2 separate regions of the Mus musculus genome follow, and region 2 is linked to region 1. A link is a contact called in public capture Hi-C data. All regions are on one chromosome and are shown on one strand. The core of a region is the stretch at or near the end of the contact, and the rest is flanking DNA. Distances in the headings are between cores, read along the strand shown. Region 1 overlaps Zc3h12d (zinc finger CCCH type containing 12D). Region 2 overlaps Ust (uronyl-2-sulfotransferase).

Evidence for each region. Capture Hi-C pulls out chosen DNA fragments and counts their contacts.
Region 2: a capture Hi-C map of bone marrow-derived macrophages shows a contact between it and region 1, with 6 times the contacts expected there. The contact joins two enhancer-like sites. A contact is called at or near these places in 9 of 39 promoter capture datasets (the 3T3-L1 cell line, the C10 cell line, HPC-7-derived erythroid cells and 5 more), 2 of 115 datasets of contacts at active chromatin or transcription factors (bone marrow-derived macrophages and embryonic stem cells) and 2 of 9 other capture datasets (bone marrow-derived macrophages and embryonic stem cells).

The regions. Positions count from the first base shown.
Region 1 is chr10:7,839,031-7,845,966 of GRCm38.p6, reverse strand. It overlaps Zc3h12d (zinc finger CCCH type containing 12D), which reads right to left. Exons shown (of 6, transcript NM_172785.3): 2 at 5,819-6,202. The coding sequence starts at 6,132. Among named protein-coding and RNA genes, the nearest start is that of Gm24726, 6.0 kb to the left of the region's middle. Within about 2 kb of position 4,131, at least 110 of the 459 cell types and tissues checked have an H3K27ac peak or open chromatin away from gene starts, as enhancers often do. A contact at or near this core is called in bone marrow-derived macrophages, where this site is marked.
Region 2 is chr10:8,354,390-8,361,325 of GRCm38.p6, reverse strand. All of the region lies in intron 2 of Ust (uronyl-2-sulfotransferase), which reads left to right. Among named protein-coding and RNA genes, the nearest start is that of 4930573G07Rik, 150 kb to the right of the region's middle. Within about 2 kb of position 2,580, at least 26 of the 459 cell types and tissues checked have an H3K27ac peak or open chromatin away from gene starts, as enhancers often do. A contact at or near this core is called in bone marrow-derived macrophages, where this site is marked.

The DNA of each region.
Region 1 (6,936 bases), core at 2,882-5,381:
CCATTGTGTGTCTGAGAATCCACAAAAGAGAAGTCCCTTTCTTTATGGGAAGATTGAGTTCATCTCTTTCTAGAACATGTAAAATAAGTTCTGTGGATCTTAGCATGTCAGAATTTTTTTAAGTCTTCTGGCCTGGTATCAGTGGTACATGCCTTTAATCCCAGCACTCAGGAGGTGGAGGTGAAGGCAGAGGCAAGCAGATTTCTGTGAGCTCAAGACCAGCCTGGTCTAAGAACAAGTTCCAGATCAGGGAGGGCTATACAGAGAAGCCCTGTCTCAAACCTGTCCCCCATCAAAAAGGGCTTCTGCAGTTACTTAGTCCAGCTCAATTGTGTAAATAGGCTTCTAAAAAAGAACAAGGTCTGGAACTCGTGTAGACGCCTCATTTGAAAAGCTGGACACATACTTAGTCAACTTGTTTAGCCATTGATTAATTAATTCCAATGAAGTAAAAGGAAATCACTTTGAACAGTCGGGCCCTCTGTGGTATTAGCTACACTCCAAGGTTTCCATAGCCACGTGGAGCAAATGACTTCCACAGCAGCAATGCAGCTCCAGAGCCTTCCACCCTCACAGTCCCCATGGACAGCCTTGGGACAAGTACTCAGAACTCGGACTTCCAGGCACAGAACTACTCCATCCTCTGGCTCTGGCCTTCTGTTTTCCCGTGTGGACACGAGGAATGCAAGGGGACCGTGGAAACATCTGAGGCCTGGCTCCCCTCCACGTTACAACTCAGGGTTATCCTTTTTTTTTTTTTTTTTTTGGTTTTTCTTAATTGGGCTTGTTCCTTACACAACGACAAAGTAAGCTATCATGTAGAGGAACCCAAAGGACTCCTTGTGTTGTTAAACTGAGGAGACAGAAGGCTTTCAAAGCTTCTTGTGGGGTAGCCCCACACACCCAGCTCCCTCCTGTGTAGATGAGTCATGATCAGAAAGTGTTTCAGAAATCCAATGTGTCCTGAACAAATACATCACCCTTTGCTCATAAATGCCTTAAATCCAGGGCCCAGAACAATTCATCTGGACTTAGCCATCATCCACAGTTTCAGTCTAAACAACCTGAAGTACAGCTGGGGAGGCACCACTGGAAGCCGGGTCTAACCTGAGTCAAGGGCTAACCTTCTCAAAACCCATCAAGTCCCTTCCCCAGCAGCTGGGAGGTTCAGATAGAAGGACAGATGACTCCACGTGAACATTCTATATTGGCACAGGTTATGTGGCATGGTGCATTATCTCTAACTTCTCATTGTATGCCAGTGGTCCCTAATGCTTTGGGGATCACAGACCCTTTCATTATTTATTAAAATCCATACATCTCTGCAGAGAAGCAATAGTAATTGTGCACAAATATGCCATAATACATATCATTGCAAGCCACTCATAGCTTTGAAAGTAGATGGGCCCCAGATCCAGGCCTGCAGGAAAAACTAAAAAGTAGATTCCCCATCAGTCTGTGCTCCAGAAACAAAAGCACATGAAGGCGTGAAGGCGTGGTGGTGTGGTGAGCCATCAAATGACAGCAGGTGTTAGACTGCAGGAAACTTCCCGACAACTGGGGGGTTGAGGGAGGAGCAAGCCTTGTTACCAAAAGTGAGGCTTCTGTTTTCTCTAAGCAGTGGCATGGGCCACCACCAGCTCCAGGGGAGGGAAGGACAGCCAGCTGTGGAAGTTGTCCCTGCCAACAGTAGCCATGCTGCTTATAGGTTAGGGATAAAAAGACACATGTCCCACCACCACTTCAAGGCTTCAAGCTCTACTCTGTTCCCCCGAGAGCAGACAGCAGCCTCACCTCTCAAAGCAGAGGGTAGCAGTGTCTGGGATCCTATGAACCTCAAACGAGGAGGACCTCCTAAGAGCATCTTTCTGGGATTAATAGAATTTTGTGTTCAGGAGCTGGAGGGATGGCTCAGCATTTAAGAGCACTGACTGCTCTTCCAGAGAACCCAGGTTCAATTCCCAGCACCAGAATGGCAGTTCACAATGGCCTGTAACTCCCATTCCAGGGGATCTGACATCCTCACACAGATATACATGCAGTCAAAACACCAACGTACATAAAATAATCTTTTTAAAAAATCTGTTCTCTGTAGGAAGTGAGACACCAGTTTGAGTTTCCATCCTGCATTCTCTATAAAGGGGGCGAAGGGGGGGCTCTCTGTGGTCATCTTTTTCATGGCTGAGGATCTGGTTGGCCCTGGGAACAAACTGTCCCCTGGAGGGCACAGTGGAGGGGCAGAGAATCTACATAGACCTCCTCTGTGCTCTTAGAACTTGGCCTTTAAGAGAAATTAATTACAGTCCATAGTCAAGGGGTTGTTATATTATTTGTTCTTCTCCCTAGGATCCAAGGAGCAAAGAAGTGTGTGTGTGTGTGTGTGTGTGTGTGTGTGTGTGTGTGTGTGTGCATGTGCACGCGTGAGCATTCACACACACACACACACACACACACTCACACTGAAGTATTTGGTAGACAGAAAGTATAGGAAAACACTTAGACGTTGACATGTTTTTTGCAGTGAGTCTGTGTGAGGGTTTCCATTTGCAACCCACACAGATTAAGCGTGGGAAGATAAAACTGACTACAGTGGGAGGGTTGGGTGGCAGTGGTAGTACTGAATAGATTGACCTAAGACACTTACTTCATAGTCATGTTGTCATGTACAGATAGAAGATGTAGTTTCAGTTTGAATTCCAGACTGCAGCAGAGTTCCATCCTCCAGCCCCCCAAAAAAACCCATGAGCTCTCTAGCCTCATTTTCAACAGTGTTCTCTGATTCCCAAGGAGAATGCTTCTTCCTGAGGTAGTCTGTTTGTGATATGGCCACTCCAGCACTTTCTCTCAAACTTGGGAACTTGTTCCATCTTGGGGCTGACATGGGCTTTGATTTGGTTAGTGATGCCTACAATCAGACCCTTTTTCAATCACTGCCTAGTAAGCTTTGTCCAGATCACGCAGAAGTCAGGTATCTCTTCCCCTGCACTTTCTAAGGCTGCTAGAACATTTTTAATTTACACTTATTGATTGGTACAGTCATACGTGGGAAGGTCAGAGGACAGCTAGCATTACTCCCCGTTTCTCTTTCTACCACGTGGGTCTCAGGGAGAAAACTCAGGTCTTCAGATTTGGCAACAGGTATCTTTATCAGCTGAGCAACCTCACTGGCCACTGGATTCTCTCAAGCCTCTGTCCTGGCTAGTTTATTCTCAACTTGACAAGTTAGGGACAGAAGGGAACCACAGTTGAGAAGATGCCTCTGTCAGACAGATTTATACACAAATTTATGGGGAATTTTCTTAGTCAGAGGTTAATGTGAAGGGTCTAGACCTTGTGGGTATTGATATCCTGGGCAAGTGGTCCTGGTGTGTATTTAAAAAAAAAACAAAACAAAACAAAAAGGCAGGCTGAGGAAGCTGTGAAGAACAGACCAGTAAGTAGAATTCCTCGTTGGCCTCTGCTTCGGTTCCTGTCTCTGAGTTCCTGCCCTGAGTTTCCACTTTGGCTTCTCCTGAGATGAACTGTAACCTGAAAGCCAATTAAACCTTTCCTCCCCGAATTATTTCTGGCCATGGTGTCTCATCACAGCAATAGAAACGCCCTAACATTGTCTCTTTAACACCTCACAGACCAAGATGTCGTAGGTTTCCCGTCTGCTGCCGAAAAGGGGCGTAGGAGAGACAGCGAAAGCGCGAATGCACAGTAGGAGCCAGGGGCTCCATCACCACTTGATACTATCCCTGTGGGCAAACCTAGCCGATAAAAGGGGGGGGGGGGGCATATTCTTAAGGCACACCATGCTGGGCGCGTGGGGACACCCACAGGGCTGAACCATTCCAAACTTCTGTCCTACACTGCCAAATTCAAAGTGAGCTCAGATCCCTGGGGGGAGCCTCAGATGCTTGTCGACATGTTTGGAGCCGCTGATAACTGCTTTTCGGAATTCCTACTCAGCTTTTAAAAGGGGAAGTGCGAGTATTTATAGCTGTGAGTGAGCTATTTCCTATGACTCTGCCCTCTGCCCGCCTGTAACTCAGCCAAGTTTGCGCAATGCCCTCCTCACCCAGCACTGAGGGTGGAATCTTGGGAGATTGGGCCACAGCGGAGCTTTGCCAGATCAGGCACAATAGCCACACGCGCCATCAAGCTGGAATCTCTGCACACAAGGAAGAAGCCAAGTTACAAAGACTGACCTGGCCCCGTCTGCAGCTCAAGATGGGAGCAGACACACAAGAACTGCAGCCTTGCCTCACCACCGGCCCCAAGCAGAGGGCTTTGAGCACAACCTAAGCACTTCTGGTTCTCAGGCCCTAAAGGTGGAGATCTACCGGCCTGCTCTCCACAGAGAGGAACCGAGTACTCTCGCCTTTCCAGAATAACACAGCTGGCTGGGGACAGACTCCATAGAAGGAGCCCTATCTGCCAACACCTAACCCTGGGCTCCTGTCTGTCACTTGCTTCGTTCCTTCTGAAGAAAGCTGCTCCTCTTGTGAGCATGGTTAGCATCAACTTGCTGAGCAGGCTACAACAGGCACTTTTCCTAGCTCCCTACTAGGAAGGGTTGATTCCACATCACAGAACCAGAGAGCAATTTGCCTGGTTCACACAGCTACCAAGATACAGAACAGGGTTTGAAAGTCTGATCTAGGAGAAAGAAAGGAGAGAGAGAGAGAGAGGGAGAGGGAGAGAGAGAGAGAGAGAGAGAGAGAGAGAGAGAGAGAGAGAGAGAGAGAAGGAACCCAACAAAGTAAAATGAGAGCTAGCATTTGCTCTAGCTGTACTGCCTCTGGTATGTATACCCAGAAGAACCTAAACCAAGCACAGCATCAGCTTTCACACCCATCTCTGCCAAAACCCTCCTCACGGTATGTGGGTCATAGAGTCAGTCCAGATACCCATGCCTTTGCTCATAGAGAACAGTAGCCTGACTTTGGGTAGCTGTTCCTCACTACGACCCCCTCCCCCCTGCAACTACTGGAAAGTTACCTTCCAGATGGTCCCTGCAGGCTAACACCTGCTGTCATTTGATGGCTCACAATACCACGTCTTAGTGTGCTTTTGTTTCTGGAGCAGCTTTTGTTTCTGAAGCCTGAGAGGAGTTTTTGGGTTAAAATCCAGGTATCTGCAGAACTGATGGGAATCTACTTTTTAGTTTTTCCTGCAGGCCTGGATCTGGGGCCCATCTACTTTCAAAGCCATGAATGGCTTACAATGATACGTATTATGCCATATATGTGCACAATTACTATTGCTTCTCTGCAGAGATGTATGGATTTTAATAAATAATTAAAGGGTCTTTTTAGTCTGGAGACTAAAAGAAATGTAATGTGTATACACAATGGCATATACATTTTAAAAAATGATGATTATGTCGTTTGCAGGAAAACAATAATACTTAAGATTCATCTTAATCAATAGAAGCCAGACTCAGAAAGTCGGAGATGGCATATATATGGAATCTCACTTTATATATTGTGTGTGTGTGTGTGTGTGTGTGTGTGTGTGTGTGTGTGTGTATATATATATATATAGCAGGGAAGGATAAGGGGACTATTTGTTGAGGAGGGAGGGGACCAGTGGGAAGAAAGGAGAAGAGACAAGAGGGGTAGTAGAAAGTGTGGGCCAAGCATGTGACATACATGTATGACTATGCCATTAGGAAACCTATTGATTTGTAGAATAGTTTTTAAAAATTCATCCATCAGTCCTAAAACTCTTTGAACCAAACCACAGAGAGGAAATGTTTCCCAGGACTCCTGATAACAAGGTCTCTGGCCCCAGCGCTCAGTAATAAGATGAAGGAAACCAAAGATGCTACCTCATAGCCACATTGCTGCCATCGATCACTATGGGCCGCAGGAAGCGGGCTGGATCTCCGCCAGCCTCTTCTAGGCCTGGTCCCAGGCCCTGCTGGGCAGAGTCTTGGACCCCGCAGCATCCCCGGGGAATCAGCACTACCCCGGTGCCACTGGCTGGATCCTCCTGGGCCCTTGGGCGACTGCCGGTCTGGATCAACTCTTGAAGCACGTCATTGACCAAGGCACTGTCACCCAGTTTGCCCAGCACCCTGACCACGTCCTCCTGGCTGTAGCCCAGTTTCTGGAAAAATTCCATCTTGCTCCGATGCTCCATATTGTGCCAGCTGTTGCTTGGCCCGGCTCCTGCCCCAAGCTTCCTCCTGGCAGAACAGCACAGGCATGAGCTAAAATGAAAAAACAGTCGTCAGGTGTTTGCCGAGCAGCCTGGCAGGCAGGCTACCGGGTGAGAAGGGCACGCAGCGTGCTCCTCCCTCGTGGCGTTATCTATCAGGAAATCATGTGGCTCCAGGTCCCCTTGGGGATTTTCATTTGCTTGGTGTGGCTGGCAAGCCACCGATGCAATTATGCCTCTTTTACTTTTAGTGTATTCTCTGATGCCTTTGTTCCTGTGTGCCTGTACAGGGAAAGTTAACCAGGGCCCAGGGTGGCAAGAGCCAAGTAGGGCACCAAACCAGACAAACCTTTTTAGAGACTCTGTTAGGAGCAAGATGCCATCCACCCAGATTTCTGTACTGAAGTGGTTAGCACCAATACCTCCGGGTGTCACAGTATTTGGAGAAAAAGACCTTTCAAATCAGGTCCTTGGGGACATACCTTCACCCTAAACAGATGCTCTACAAGAAGAGACAAGGTACTTTAGACACACACACATATTAGCTTAGGAGGGTGGAGGGACTCCTGTGGTTGTGAGCAGGTTAGGGCGTGAGACCAGGGAAGGAACCAACATTGTTGACTCTTTGATCTAGAACTTGCAGCCTCCAGAACACAGTGGCTTTCTATTGTGTCAGCCCTTGCTTGCCAAAATGGCTACATCGGTCCTGGTTATAGCAATCCTGGCAGGCAGTATAGGCTGCTGGCTCACCCACAAGAGAATACTCACAGAAGGGGGCCGGCCCCT
Region 2 (6,936 bases), core at 1,331-3,830, 520 kb before region 1:
TGGGCTCTCTACATATTTTTGTGGACGATGCTACGTGTCCCCTGTGGAAACTTCCATGCCAGGATACATATTTTATAAGGCTAAAACCTAATAAAACTGTAATTCCTCTCTGGGAAAAATAGTCACATTTAATGGAAAGTAATTTAACTTCCACATATTCTAAAACACTGGTTTTAAACAGTAATAATTATAGTATCTGCTAATGTATGTGAATGATTTGTGTCTGATGCGAAAAGTTCTTTCTGCAGAATCCTGAAGGACCCATCAGTACTGAGGGTCACACACCATCTGTTGCTCAGACATGGGAAGGGTTTCCAAAGTCTTATGCTGACAGCACTCAAAGTAGTGGCTTGAATTTTTTTTTAATATATGATTTAAAAGTCTTAGATATGTGCATCAGAGTGAAAAGTCCCACATCACCCTGAAAAAGGTCCACTGATCTTCTATTTCAGGTGCCTTGGGCAGGTGGCATTTGTTTTGTTTTACAGTCAGACCTGTAGGTACCTAGGGACCAGCAGCTCTCAGAGCCTAGGCTATTCGATGCCATGGAATATAAAGGTGATCTTGGAACTCTGAGAGGACATGTGCTAGCATCCTGCCTCCATTCCCACTTTGAAGATTAACAGTGGCTATTCTACTATTGTCAACATTCCTGATAGGAAGATAAGCCTTCTAGATAGGAATTCCCCATGAACCCCATTACAACATCAAAAGTCATCATCAATGTGGTATGCTCAAACAGCTAGAATGCAAGTCTCATTCACAGGATAGGTAGTATGTGCTACTTTAGGAATGGTATTTCTAATTATACAGAGATGGAAAAAAATTAGCAGAGCATATGGAATAAGGCTCTGCTTCATTCGGGACAGGCAGTAGAATTATATGCTGCTTATTTTACATTATTAAGTTGTTGCAGGCTAATAGAACCTAGAATTAACGTGCTTTCTTTGGGGGGAAACACAGATAAATTTTCTAAATTAAATATAGAGTCTATAAATCTTCTAAAGTAACTCTGAATGCTTCTTTTAAAGTTGATTTCTTATATAAATGAGGTGTATGTGTCTGTGTGTGGATGTGTGCTCATGAGGGCAGGTGCCTGGGAAGGACAGAAGAGGTCATGGACTCCTTGGAGATGGAGTTACAGACAGTAGCAAGGTATGGGTCACAGGCACAAGGAATTGAACCCAGGTCCTCTGTGTGTCCTTAAGCACTGAGCCGTCTCCCTGGCCCCTCAGAGGATGCTTCTTTGATACTCCTTTTTATCTGGTCACCATTTTCTTGTTTTAGAACTCTTTAACAGAGGCAAAGGACAATTCGCCCCATCTCTCTCACTTGTCATGCCTCAACCCATTTGTTCTTTAGGTCACGCCCATAGGATCTCAGCTATCCAGTTGGAAAAATTAACTCAGAATGACCTGAGCCTTTCTTTTCTCTCTCCAATAATCAGTTACATCAACTTTCTACAACCCCCCACCTGTGTGTGTGTGTGTGTGTGTGTGTGTGTGTGTGTGTGTGTGTGTATGTGTGTGTGTTAGGAAAGGTGTGAAATTGGGCATGTAAATAGTTGGTATTAGAGACTTCACTTCTGGTTCCTGTGTGTCGTTTTCCAGTTTTATCTTAAAGTCTCCGCAATCCCCTTTCTCTTTCCTCTTGTCCCTTCCTTTTCCTTGGGGCTGAGACGTGGCTGCACCAGTGCAGTCCAGAACCACTCCAGTTTGCTAGCCTTGTCTTGGGTTCAGCTCTTCCTTCTGCATCAGAGCTGAGGCCTCAGATCCTAAATCCTTGGCTGGATCCAGACCCCTTGCTTTTCCTGCAGCTTCCGGAACATTTTAGAAGCTTTGTCATAGTGAAGTACCTAGGATCTCAGCCATCAGCACCCAGAGCTCTGCTCAGAAGCCAAGTTTCTAATCTTAGAGCCTTGGGATGCAAGTTTCCCTCAGGCATTTCTGCCCCACCCCCTCCCTCCCCCAACCCCATCCCCAGCCCATGGTAAAGACCCAATTGGGTGGAACACAAGAATATTTTCTAAGAATGCAGCCTAGTCCTGAGATCCAGGCCTGACCCTCTTCCTCTTCAACCTGCTGAGAAAACCTCAGTCAATCTTTGTAGATAGCTACTTTTTGTAGTAGCTAATCTTGTTTGTATTGATAAACTGTTTTGCCTGCCTTTGAGACCGCTCCAGGCTTTGTTTCCCGAAATCCCGGATCACTCTTCAGTTAGTCACATGACATCGAAAAAATGTTGGCTTTTAAGAAGAATAGATTTTTCTACCTGGGTGTGGTGAAGCCACACTTCTAATCCCAGCCGTCCAGAAGGCAGGAGTACCCTACAGGAGGAGGAGGCAGGGTGGGGGGAGGGGAGGGGAGGGGAGGGGAGGGGAGGGGATACTGGAGGCATAGGTGAGCAGAAACATTGGTTAAATGCCTCAAACCCCTTTTGGCAGCAGAGAGTAAAGTTACTAACCAACGCCTGTTCCATCTGCGCATGCGCGCCAGTCCCCTCGCATTCACGGAGGGAGCATCTCTGAGGATCTCTCTCCCAGCCGGCTGCTTTTCATCTCAAGTGCTTATCAGATGGTGGTCACACACTTAACTGGCACCAACAAAGGACAAAGGAAGCTCATCCTGTGACTGACTTCCATTAAATTCTCCTCTTCGGGAATTTCCATAGCTCCATATGTAATGTAAGAACACAGGATGGAGACGTGTCATCTACCCTGCTCTAGACTGTAATGGCTTCCATAAGTTATCCATGAAGAGAGACAGACAAGCTTTCCTGGCTGGTTGGGGCCTGTTTTTAGTTGCTTTGGCAAGAAATGATGACCGAGAGTTATCAGACGTGGCAGATCAGTCTCTGGAGTTCTGCGTTCTCTATCCTGTGATGATGACTCAGTCTCTGATAAGTACAGAGGGCAGTACATTGCAAACAAATCTCTTTGGAGAGCTGGTTCTTCGTCGTGTTGCACAATTTCCTCAGTTGGTTCACAATGCACTCAGTCTTCACCACCTTAGAGAAGATGTGAGCAATAGGGGGTAAGCCAGCAGCACTGTTCTGTTTTGTTTGTTTGTTTTTTCATTAGATGTTTTCTTTATTTACATTTCAAATGTTATCCCCTGACCCCTCCTCCCACCCCCTGCTCACCAACCCACCCACTCCCACTTGTTGGCATCTGCAATAGTGTTGGGTTTGATGGTTGTTTATGGGATGGATCCCTAGGTGGGGCAGTCTCTGGATGGTCATTTTTTTCAATCTCTGTTCTGAACTTTGTCTCTATAACTCTTTCCAAAGGCATCTTGTTCCCTCTTCTAAGAAGGATTGAAGTCTCTGGGACTGTAGAGCCTGTCCACTCTGTTTCTTTCTCCAGCTCTTTGGTGCTTGCTTAGATGTAGAGATATTCTGAGCTTTCAGTTATGGATCCTGGTGAGAGTCTGTGCTAAGTGGGGCTGCACGATTTCTCACTGCAGCATATTGAGATGTGGACGATGCTTCATTCTAGCCCCTTTCAATATTTAGTGCATAAGTGCAGTCATATCTTTCACATGCAAATATAAAACTCATTTTTCACCCTTTATAAATGAGGTCTATCTGTTATTATGGATGGGACTCCAGGACGAGGGAAAGAGCTCAGTGGGTAAGGGGCTGCGAGCATGGTAACTTGTGTCTGTCTCAGGGCCCGCCATGGTGCTTGCTATAAGCTTGTGTCTGTCTCAGGACCCACTACAGTGCTTGCTGCAAGCTTGGTAACTTGTATCTGTCTCAGGACCTGCCAAAAGAGAGAGCTGATTTGCACAAATTGTCCTTTGACCTCTGCAGGTACACCAAAGCACACATGTGTGTTGTGGCACACACATGTTCCTCTCAGAATAAATAAATAAGTGAAAATGTACTGACAGAATAGGCTAGAACTAAATATATAAATTATAATCTAATGATTATATTTACTTTGCATATAATAAAAATTAAAGTATATAAAATGATAGTCCACTCAGGCTAATATACATAAGCACCACAGACCTGGTCACTTGTAAGCAACAAATTTGTATCACACAAGTCTGGAGCCTGAGTCAAGGAAAGTGCTTGCATATTTGCTGTATGGGGAGGGTCTGTTTCCTGTTTCCTAGTCTGGATCGTCAAGCTGGACCTTACTGGGCAGAAGAGGCAAGACGCCTTCTGGGACTGCTTTTATAGGGCACTAATCTCTTCCCAGGGCTTCACTTCAAGATCCAATTGTCTCTCCCAAGCCTTACCACACTGATTGTTATAATCCAACATATGGATTTAGAGGAGCACAAATATTCAAAGCATATCAGTTCGAATTAGACTATGTAAAACCAAAGAGTGGCCTATGCAATGCAGAAGTTTTACTTTTTTAAATTCAGTCAGTCCAGAAACGGGCAGCTTCCAGAACAGTGGTTCTCAACCTTCCAATTGCTGCAGCCCTTTAATACAGTTTCTTACATTGTGGCAACCCCGAACCATAAGATTATTTCGTTGCTACTTTGTAATATAATTTTGCTACTGTTAGAAATCATGATGTAATACCTTATCTGCAGGATAGTCTTAGGCAGCCACTGTGAACAGGTCATTTGGCACCACTACTGTCTGTGTGCCCTCCAAGCCCCCTAATCCCTACCAGCCAGGGGTTGCACCCACAGGTTGAGAATGACCAGACTGTAACATAGTCATCAAAGAATCATATTTTCTAGTGCATGGCTTCTGTACCTGAGAGTGCTGCCTGGTCCCCAGTGGCCATTGAAGTCACCATTCTTAATGGATAAAGGCATGTAATAAACACCTGTCTCCCAGCTGAATCAGCCTCTTTTAAGCAGCTGTCCCGGGCCCTTAGCTGAGGATGTTGCTGTATTTATAGTCATTGATAGCTTCAGGAAAGCAGGACACATCAGAAAGGACAGGCACACTGCTCATTCATTGTGACTCCAGGTTCTGCCTTTCCTCTCATGGGGCCTGGGTACCACCAGTACACCCGCCTGGAGAGGACTAGATGAAGTCTGGGATGAGCGGGGTCCTCAGTCTGCTTTTTCCTTCTGGGGTGTCAGGCACCTGCTGCCTGCTAGACCAGGAGCAGACGAAGCAGAGTCCAGGATGAGCAGGATCCCAGTCTGATTAGGGGAGAGAAGGAAGGCCTTCTCCAAGAATCTTAGTCTATGGCTCTTTTAAACAAAGGCCTTCCCCGATGATCTTTAATGATGTAGTATACTAGTAGACTTATCTTTTTTCAAAACCTGCTTTATATACGGTTCTTAAACACTTGACCACTGACCAGAGGCAGGGAAGAAAAAAGGTTATTAGTAAAAGGTGGACCTGTTTAGAAGTAGTTCCTTGGGGTGATTCCACTCTTTGTTGTCAAGATGTCAACAGTCTAGTTTAATTGCAAACACCAAACAGGAATCAGCAGCAGCCACAGGATCCAGCAGAAACAGCAAGGCTTCCGCTGAACAGGTACAAATCAACCTAATTGGCCAGAATCAGCCAGAATACCATGAGTTCTATGGTGAATTTCTCTCTATGAAGTGAAGATCAGCGAACATCAGTGAAGACCAGGGATGCAATGGTTTATATATGCTTGGCCCAGGGAGTAGAACTATTAGAAAGTGTGGTCTTGTTGGAGCAGGTGTGTCACTGTGGGTGTGGGCTTTAAGACCCTCATCCTAGCTGCCTAGAAGTCAGTATTCTGCTAGCAGCCTTCAGATGAAGATGTAGAACTCTCAGCTCTGCCTGCACCATGCTTGCCTGGATGCTACCATGATCCCACCTTGATGACAATGGACTGAACCTCTGAACTTGTAAGACAGCCCCAGTTAAATGTTGTCCTTCTAAGAGTAGCCTTGGTCATGGTGGCTGTCCACAGCAGTAAAAACCCTAAGACAAGGGAAGACCAGCAAAGAAGGAAAGTGTTGTACAGCCTAGCAATGCAGAACATCCTCTCACTGTTTGTGGGTTCCATTTATATTCTTTCTAAACATCGAGCCCTCTCAAGTGTCTGTTTCCAGCAAAGCATCACATGCCCTCTCCTAAGACAGCTTCCACAGTAACACAAATGAGCTGTTAAAGACACCAGAAATTCCCACTTAAATGTAGCTTTCTGCAACAATTGTAGCTTGTTTGTATTTCTTTACTGGGGATGAGTTTGAACATATACACTTTATTTGGGGTAAACCAAGGGTTATATAGTTTTGAGAGTGAGAATGTCCAGGGTGGAAAAAGCTCACTGGCTGAAAGCTAATGTACTGAGATGTCTCATTATCGTGGAGAGGCAATCCATGTTCTGTGCTATGTGACTGATTACTGTGACCACCTGGTTGGGGGTCTCTGGGTTACTGCTCTGAGGCACACCCGGAAACAGGGAGGGAGTTAGCCCCCATTCTTGCTGGTCTCAGGATGAGATCCAGATCTTAAATTTTGAGATCTTTAGGGTTGGATTGTGTCCTACCTTGCCAGTTCCATGCCAGTGCCCACAGTCTGTCACAATACTGAAAGAGTGATGCAGAAAATTTGGACAACCTCGAGTGATAAATGCCCATTACATGCAATGTGGAATTAATAATGGTGCAGTCCATTATTATGTGAACATGATTATCAAACTCTGGGGAAAAAATGTTGATCCAGAAATGAAATCCAGAGACATGCACAAAAATGCAGAGGCGTCTTTGAACATAGCGCTTGACAAAAAAAAAAAGCAGGCAAGCATGAGAGTTCGAGCGATGTGTATCCAAACAAAGGAGTGATGGGGGGACCATTTTTTAGGAGTTGTTACATATAGCATGAGGAAATGCAGGCTTAGGCCAGATATGAAGATGAGACACACATGGACAGTGAAACAAATCAGGTAGCTTCCAGGCAATGAAGATCTCAGCAGACTCTTGGTTCTCTAAACATTTCTAGATTTTTGCCTTTTTGTTCCACACAAGCCAGATC